2 separate regions of the Mus musculus genome follow, and region 1 is linked to region 2. A link is a contact called in public HiChIP or PLAC-seq data. All regions are on one chromosome and are shown on one strand. The core of a region is the stretch at or near the end of the contact, and the rest is flanking DNA. Distances in the headings are between cores, read along the strand shown. Region 1 overlaps Txk (TXK tyrosine kinase). Region 2 holds the start of Nipal1 (NIPA-like domain containing 1).

The links. HiChIP or PLAC-seq counts read pairs in DNA pulled down with a chosen protein or histone mark.
Region 1: a BATF HiChIP or PLAC-seq map of CD8 T cells shows a contact between it and region 2, with 7 read pairs. The contact joins the enhancer-like site here to the promoter of Nipal1 in region 2. A contact is called at or near these places in 2 of 15 datasets of contacts at CTCF or cohesin (CD8 T cells and the NIH/3T3 cell line), 2 of 484 Hi-C or Micro-C datasets (effector CD8 T cells and natural killer cells), 6 of 115 datasets of contacts at active chromatin or transcription factors (CD8 T cells, double positive thymocytes, pancreatic cancer cells and 2 more) and 3 of 9 other capture datasets (adipose tissue, liver and pancreatic islet).

The regions. Positions count from the first base shown.
Region 1 is chr5:72,728,725-72,733,201 of GRCm38.p6, forward strand. It overlaps Txk (TXK tyrosine kinase), which reads right to left. Exons shown (of 15, transcript NM_001122754.2): 5 at 3,040-3,105. Among named protein-coding and RNA genes, the nearest start is that of Txk, 22 kb to the right of the region's middle. Within about 2 kb of position 2,492, at least 12 of the 459 cell types and tissues checked have an H3K27ac peak or open chromatin away from gene starts, as enhancers often do. A contact at or near this core is called in CD8 T cells and effector CD8 T cells, where this site is marked.
Region 2 is chr5:72,645,824-72,649,990 of GRCm38.p6, forward strand. It overlaps Nipal1 (NIPA-like domain containing 1), which reads left to right and starts at 1,973. Exons shown (of 6, transcript NM_001081205.1): 1 at 1,973-2,110. The coding sequence starts at 2,065.

The DNA.
Region 1 (4,477 bases), core at 1,242-3,741, 83 kb after region 2:
AAAACCATAACTGACTATATCCAGTTTGTTAATGCAAATCCGATGTTTCAGAAAGTTTAATTAACTGGGTTCATAAGTCTCACTAAATATTTAAGTACCTTTCGTGAATTTCAATGATTACTTGTATTTATTCAAATTTATAAATAATTTATCAGGATCGGTCTGTTAAATGCAAAAGCTTACTGAAAAATTGTGTTAGTACAGCAGTCTGTTGATAATTTGGGTGTGTGTTTAAAACAAAAGCAGTCATCAATCTTTCTATATATCAGTGTTTCTTTCCCCAGGGTAGCAGAAGTCCTCTGTCACCTTTCAAGCTGCCTCCTACCACCTAGAGAGCTCATGTCACTTTCCCTAACCCAAATCTCCCATACACCTTGATCACCACCACCACCACCCCCCCCCCCCGCCGGTTTCTCCTGTAATATCCTACACTACTCTTTTAGAACTACAATTTAACACTATAATTTAGAATTATATATTTGTTCTAATGTCTGTTTCCTCTGTTAACTGTAAGCCCCATTCATACAAGGAAAGCTCTATATGTTCTAAATTGTATCCCCAGGGCTCAAAGGGATGGAGATCAGATACATCCCCAGAGCACCACAAATGGGATTGAACATGTAAACGGAATTCAGATGCTAAAGTAACTAGGACATGCTGGCTACCGGCAAAACGAGGTAGGGTGGGGCAAACTATAAAGGACTTGCCCATGGTCTCCACTGTTCACAGATATAACCATAATCACTAGACTGTATTGAATGTTACTATGTACCACATGATGTAGGTGTCCCCACTTATTAGAGCATTCAGAGATAGTACGAAATGTTGCCCAGAAACAAAGCATTCTAATGATGACACTATAGTTTGTACTCGGTTGCTCTTGCACCCAGTAACTCCACCTACAGAGATTCTTTTGTGTAGTCATCATAAAAGAATAAGTGATCGATAAGTTCTAGTGATTAATTACGATAACTATTATACTCCTATGTCAATGCACCTGTTTTAAAAAGAAATAAAATTTAGTGAACCTTCCTAAAATTTGAATCAGTAAAAAGCATGGTTTTAAAATTCATGTAAACCGGAACCCAGAGAAACGAAATGGAGATTCTAACCGTAGAGGTGTTCATTTGGTATCTACAGTATAAGCCAGTCTAAAATCAGAGGCACAGCTTAGTCTAAACAGAGGAAGCAAAGAGCAAATGAGACATGGCAGAAAGAAACAAAAGTGGCTTCGCTGGCAGTGAGTGTCCATTTGGTCACAACGAAAATTCCAGACTTGAACAACAATTGAAAAAATGGCCTATTTTTCTAATTGTTCTGGGTTGGTTTTCATACACAGTCTCCTTTCAACTAGGCTTGTGGTGTTGGCCAGCTTCAGCACAGGAGAGCACTGAGATCTCATGGGGCAGGCTTGAGTGACCACAAATCACCACCACACTGTTTTCTAAGAGAGGTGGCTCAGTCCCCCAAAGGGGTGGAGAGTGGAGACTGGAATCTTAAGCTAAAGGGTCAGGTCAACAGAAAGGACATTTGAGACAGGAAAGAGTGAAGACACTTGGTGATGAAGCTGAAAAGCTTGGTTCGAGGGAGGAAGAGCAAGCCACCAGAGCAGTCTGGGAAAACCTATCAGATGTGCCTCGTGCCCTGGAACCGTCTTTATCTATGCTCAAAGATGACCCTGCATATTCACCTAAACTTTTGGAATGGGAGCTATTTTAGGGAAAGCTGTACTGAATCTAAACTAAATGAGTAGCGAGGCCAAGGAAGTATCTTCCTCTACATTTCTTCTCTCAAGAAATACTTGACACCACTACTCTTATCACAAACTAATGCCTGTTAGCTGCATATGCTAGTTATAAGATGAACTGAGACGGAAGGAAGGACCATCTAGAAACTGCCCCACCTGGGGATCCATCCCATAAACAGCCACCAAACCCAGACACTACTGCATATTCCAGCAAGATTTTGCTGACAGGACCCTGATATAGCTATCTCTTGTGAGGTTATGCCAATGCCTGGCAAATACAGAAGTGGATGCTCACAGTCATCTATTGGATGGAACACAGGGTCCCCAATGGAGGAGCTAGAGAAAGTACCCAAGGAGCTGAAGGGGACTGCAACCCTATAGATGGAACAACAATATGAACTAACCAGTACCCCCAGAGCTCGTGTCTCTAGCTGCATATGTAGCAGAAGATGGCCTAGTTGGCCATCATTGTGAGGAGAGGCCCTTGGTCTTGCGAAGATTATATGCCCCAGTACAAGGGAATGCCAGGGCCAGGAAGCAGGAGTGGGTGGGTTGGGGAGGAGGGTGGGGGGAAGGTATAGGGGACTTTCAGGATAGCATTTGAAATGTAAATGGAGAAAATATCTAATAAAACATAACAAAACAAACAAACAAACAAAAACAAGATGAGCACCCAAAGGGAGGAGGGAGCATGAAGCCAAACTGAGAATCTAACTTTATAAAAACACAGGAAGAGCTCTGTCACGTTGTAGCTGTGATTTAATCTATCAACCTTACATTTTCACCAGAAGAGTGAGATCTACAAAGTCACTGCTCAGACCTCTCTACTCTAAAGTTATAATTGTTATCTAAAAGAGAGGAAGGTTTTTAAAGCATACATTTACTAAGCATACTTAAGGTTCTTTCAAACGATATCATTAGTCTATCTCTTCTCCTCAGTTACTTCTAAAACATAACAAAACAAGAGCCAACATCTGAGAACCAGGTAGTGCAGACTGTCAGATTTACCTTCTGTCATTTTGAAAAATAAACGCTCTGTCTAGGACACACAGTATGACACATGTATCAGTGTACCTAAGGCATGGCCATGCCAAACACAACAAATACGAGCTTAAGAAGGATTTTCAGAAGCAACTGTGGTAATAATCAGAGGTCTCTTCATTGCTAAGACTATCAAATGTGTTACTTTCTTTTTCTTTTACAAACTTGAAAACTGTCTATACTTCAAAGTTCTCAGTAGCTCTCTGATTTTCCAACGTTAATCACAGTGCGGTCTTGTTAAGGGAACTTACTCATAGATTTCTAAGTTGGCGAGTCTGTTTTCTGTCACATAGTTGCTTGGGATTAAGCCTTCATTCCTACAACATAACACAAAACAAAAGACTCAAGATGGAAAACCGGTTGGTAACATTACTGAGACAACAGTTATGCAGTCAACCCCATCCCTACCCTGGGAAGAAGTAGGGAGGAATCAAAGAAAAAAAAAGCATCTTACTTGTTACACTGTTAAAAAGATAAAAATGTTTCTACCTTCCAACTCTACAGAAACCTCTCTACAGTAGATAGCAAGATCCTGACTTACAAATAAACTATTTTAAGAGATTAGATAACCCCATTTTCTTTTCTTTTGTTGAAATAAATGAATCCTGTAGCCCAGGCTGACCTTAAATTCCCAGCCACCTCAAGAGTACTAGGGTTTCAGGCAGCTGCCACCGAGCCCAGTTCCAATATGCCAAGATGCATTTTAAAGGAAAAGTGGGTGTGGTTCTGAGTTTAGACTCAACATGGATTGTTCCATTTCAGAGTTCAGACTCAGCATGCTCTGTTCCCTGGGAAGGGCGTTGTAGGTCGAGGATGTGTAATTGGGCATCACTCCAGGTTGGGATGCCTCAGACTTAAAAACAAGCAATTAGCTTTTTTTTTTTTTTTTTTTTTTGCAGTTAAACGTATAGGGTTTATAAAAAACACTGCCAAATTCTTCATTGTCTCCTTTGGGTTCAAAAAGTACACCATTCCCCAACCCCCAAAGAACAGGAAAGGCTAACTGACTCATCTAAAATTGAATCTAAGCTCAGTTCAACATGGACTACGGGAGGATTTCTGGAGGTGACATAAAAGTCAGCATTCTTTAGGAACTTAAGAAACCGGTCCCCACCTGTCCAAAGGAATCATGTTCCTTACCTCTGGCAGAGGGGACAAATGGCTACCTGTGGCTGCCTAGCAAAACCTAAGTCAGCCTCCAGGCTCCCTCAGTATCACAGGTACCTGTTACACATTTCAAGATCTGTGCTAACCCCCTTCCTCCTCGTCCCCCTCCAATGTCCCTCCTCCCAGATAGATACCTGCTTGTTCTCTTTATAATGCCAAGATTTCCTCTACCTCTGCTATTCTCACTGCTCTATGTATGTATGTATGTATGTATGTATGTATCTACATATGTATGTATGTATCTCTATCTATCTATCTACCTATCTATCTATCTATCTATCTATCTATCTATCTACCTATCTTCCATTCTCTGTCTTGCTGTCTCACTACCTCCACCTCTTCTCTTCCACTTCCCTAGCCCTGGCCATCCCCAGTTTGCTGGGCATGCTCAGTCTGCTTCCTTTTCTCTCCACTGTCTCTCCTATCTACAATAAACACCTAGCTGTATTGTGGAGCAGTCACACTGGCAGGTTCCTCACTGAGCCTCCTCATATGCAGTCACTACTTCCAAACTGTCTCCTC
Region 2 (4,167 bases), core at 723-3,222:
GAGTTCACTGGAGATGTTTAAATGTTATTTTTTTCCTTGAATTAAGTAATACATTCTTGGATAGGGATAACACCTGCCCCCAATTAGTGCACAGGTGACATCCTGTGTGGTAGCCACGTAGCTATTCATCTAGAAATAATGGGTGAGGGGAATTCATGACTGATTTCTGCCTAGGACACACTGGGCTTGGGACAGCAGTGATCTTGAGCAAGTTTTCTTCTTTTTTTTTTCCCCAGAGTGTTTTCTCACATACTTAGAACTGGAATAAATAAGATTTATAACAAAGTACTTCCTGCCAAAACCAGACTGCCATCCCGACGTGCAGGAAAGATGATTCAGAAGATAACAGCGCTGCCTGGGCCTGAGAACCAGAACCCACGTAAAAATGGTATACAACTATAACCCCAGCCTTCCCGCTGATGGGTTTCTGGGGCTTGCTGACTAGCCAGGCTTGGGTTCAGTGACAGGCCCCATCGAGGAAGTAAAGAGTGATAGAGCAGAATACTCAGCGCCCCCTTCTGGCTTCCACAGGCACACCCGCATGTGCACCTGCATACACACGTGTGCATTCGTGTGCAAACAAAGAAAACTCATGAATCTCAAAGGAACATTCTCAAGGCTTTTTTTAAGTGAAGATATAAAGCATAAAGTGGAAAATAACAACAGCTATTATCATTTTGAATGCTTTTAATATAAATTAAACAATTTTTTATAAAGTGCTTAGGGTTAGGGTTTGCCACATTGTAACTGATGTTTGTTAAATAGTAAGAAGTACCTGGGATCAGATTTATTATCATTGCCAGTCTATGGTGAAGACAAAACGTGAAATCTGATGTCCAAAGAAAGCATCTAAGTAGATGTCTACTTCACAAGGCTTCCAATTCAAAACTGGCTTAAACCGTCTTTGCCACTTCCACCTGATCCTGCCCCTCCCCCATTCTTTTTCCACAGGTCATGCCCATAGACAAAAAGTATGCATCTTAAACTACTGACTAATTTGGTTTTAAGTTTTGTCTCATAAACCTGAAAACAAGAAAAGCAAGATGGATCTCTGCAGTGAAACTCTTAGGCAATAAAGTTAATTCTAGCTGTTCGTGAATACCTAGAGCCTATGGGGGTACAGCAGTCAAGCGCAAAGGCACCCCAGAAAAACACACAATCTCGGCTCTTCCGGCTGAGGGCTTCAGCAGTAAGTGTGACCACTTCATGAGGCATAATAAATACCTCGTGACTAAGTTACTTCACCGCTTTCTCTACCTTATCCTTATCCCTCACCTGCAAACTGTAGTTAATAAATTGTGCTGTAAATTGTAATGAGTTGACTCATGCATGTTATGTAGTGTACTGCTGGAATATCATGAACTTCAGCGTGGGAACAGGTCTTCTCAGTTTGGGCATTGCTGATCCCTGAAAAGCTTATTTCATATACGACTGGGCGTGGGGATAAGGCAGCTGGGTGGGTGGAGAGGGAAATGCCTGATTGTTGAAAACAGGTAAGCACGGGTATTGTAAGACAAGGAGGACAACGGCGTGCACGAGAGAGCAGAAGCACCAAGCCTGTTCGAAAAAAATCCCAGAATAAACTTTAGCATGGACTCAGCACAGAACTCCAGCAGACAGCGCCTTGTGCCACAAAAGCCAGTGATGAGAAAGACCCACTGACGTTGGCCAGCACTTCGTCTGCTCCAGGACAACCAGAAGGGGGCCTCGGGACAGCCTCTCCATCACTAAATTCCCCGAGTGACTTCGGCAGCATCCACGCTGTAACCTCATCTCCTCCTGGCAGGTGTTTCTGGACTAAGCACCTGTGCAGCTCCCGGGTCCACCCTGCAGACACCGGTGACTGAAGGAACTTCTGCGGCGATGAGCGAGCGGTGGGCGGAAAATGAGCCTCAAACCACCCCATGCCCCACCCAGTCACTCTCATTGGCTGAGCCTGCCACGGGGGCGGAGGCAGCGCACACCCTTCGCTGACTCCACCGATCCGCCGGAACGAAAGCGGGTCCCGGGACACTGGTGTGTGAGAAACTATTGCTAGCACAGAGGAAGCCCGGTCCCCAGGCCATGGGGGTACAGCTGAGGCTGCCACCCGGAGAGCCCTGCCATGAAGGTGAGTGTCAGTCCCAGCGGTGGGACAGTTGGGTCACTTGGGTAGCTGGGAGCCCAGATGCGAGGTCTCAAAACTAGACTCAGAAAAATGTGCGGATTCTTAACGCGCCGTCTTCTAATCATTTAGTATTCCAGTCGTCCAGTCGGCTGTCCCACCAACGGGACAGTAAATACTTAGCTGAGCCCACTGCACTCCAGACTCTGTGGGGAAGCCCAAGTCGGAGCAGGACAGAAGTGACGCCCACTTAGTCCCCCGGCTGGCTCAATGTTGATTACGTCCTACTGAGTGTGTGGCAGGGAAATTCAGGATGCTTGCTGAGGGCAGATTCCAGGGTTTGATCCAGGAGGAGGTTTCCTGGCTCAGCCTCAACTCCGGAGTACATGGCAGAGGGCGTGCCGGGGATCCCGTGGGCTTCCCACAGTGCTCCCTGAACACACTGTGCCTGAGTCCCACGGAGAGATCGCTCAGGTATGACTTACTGGGCAATCCTTTGAGTAGGGTGACTACTCCAACAGGGAACTGGGAGTGCCCTTTTGTTAGTTCTTCCTCAGGGCTAGACTGGGATTTCCAGCCCACACCTTGCCTGGTAAAACCCCTGGGCCCCACCCCTTGACCTTTGCCAGATGTTCCTCACTTCCACTGGCTTCTTGCAGTCTCTACACAGAAGGTCAGAGAAAACTGAATGGAAGTAAGGGGAAAGGTGGGGCAACCTTGGGAAATGTGCATTGCAAACGAAATTATCGGTTTTTTTTTTAATCCCCACTGGTGTCAGGTCATTTCTAACCTACTTGCTAACGACTCAAAGAAGCTGTCTGGTAAGACCTGTGCCTTACAGTGAGTGCTTCCCAGCCTAATGCTACGACCATGTAACTACAGCTCCTCGTGTTGTAGAGATTCGTGTCCTTGCTTCTTGGCCTTTCCAGCTTATAACTTAACGAGGGAATAGAAAGAAAAGGGGGGAGAGACAGAAGAAGAGAGAGGACTCATCAAATCCCAGCTAGTAAGAAAGGGGAAAGGTGTGTAAAAGAAAATGTGCAACAATTCACAAACTATCCCCACATTGAGACCGGTATCCCTAAGGCAGCTGCATCTAGGGTTGTTTCCTAGACAGTCATGCGCTTAGTGGCAGTTGGTCCCTTTTCTAAATAATTCTGGAGCTGCCAAGTCAGATCGTCACTAATGCACCCTGCCCTTGTTTGTTCAAGGATCTGAGAGCAGATTGCACCCACTCATTTGACCTCTGGATATTTTTCCTGCTTTGCTCATGCATTTAGTAACTACAAGAAGTATTGGAGCTCTGTGTCACCCGATGATTAACCGTGCAGGAAGGTACTGGGAAAGATGGGAGAGGCCAATCTGTAATTTCAGTAGTAGGAGACTAGGTTTTAGGCCTAGTGTATCCACTTGGCTCTCTTTCTTCCTCTCTAAAGTAGGAAGAAATCTTGTTGACAGAGTAGGTAGCACTGGGTTACCTCAGGAAATCTACAGGGCAGAACCCTGGCGGGTCTTAAATGGAGTCTGGTTTTCCTTGATTTGTTTGAGGTGATGAACAAGAATCCTGTGAGCCGAGCACTGGCCTAGGTCCTAAAGGACTGTCATCAGTCTGGCCTTCAATGCTAGCACTCCCAATCTGTTTACTACCCTGATGACAGGACATTCCGAGAAGCAAATGACTTGAGAGTGTAGAGCTGTGACAAAGTCTAACAGTCAATGTACTGAAGCTGGAGGTGGTCTGCAGATTGGGTGGCCCAGATCCTCTAGAGAAAGTTTTTAATCTACCCGAGATCAAAATGATGAGCTAATCATGGAGTCTGAGGATAAAGTCGTTTCATAAGATGCCCCCCAAAAGTTACAGTAGTACTTTGATTTTGACTTTTAAAACCATGACTGAATACTTCAAAAGATCTTATAATCCCAAATTATCACAAAATAAAAAGACAAACTTAAATACTCAAAGTTTTTTTTTTCTAATTTGGTTTCAGTACTATTTGCAAGTGTTCTAACAGAACTCAAATCAACTTCAACAGCCAAAACCGCTTTTATTAGCAGAGGAAACA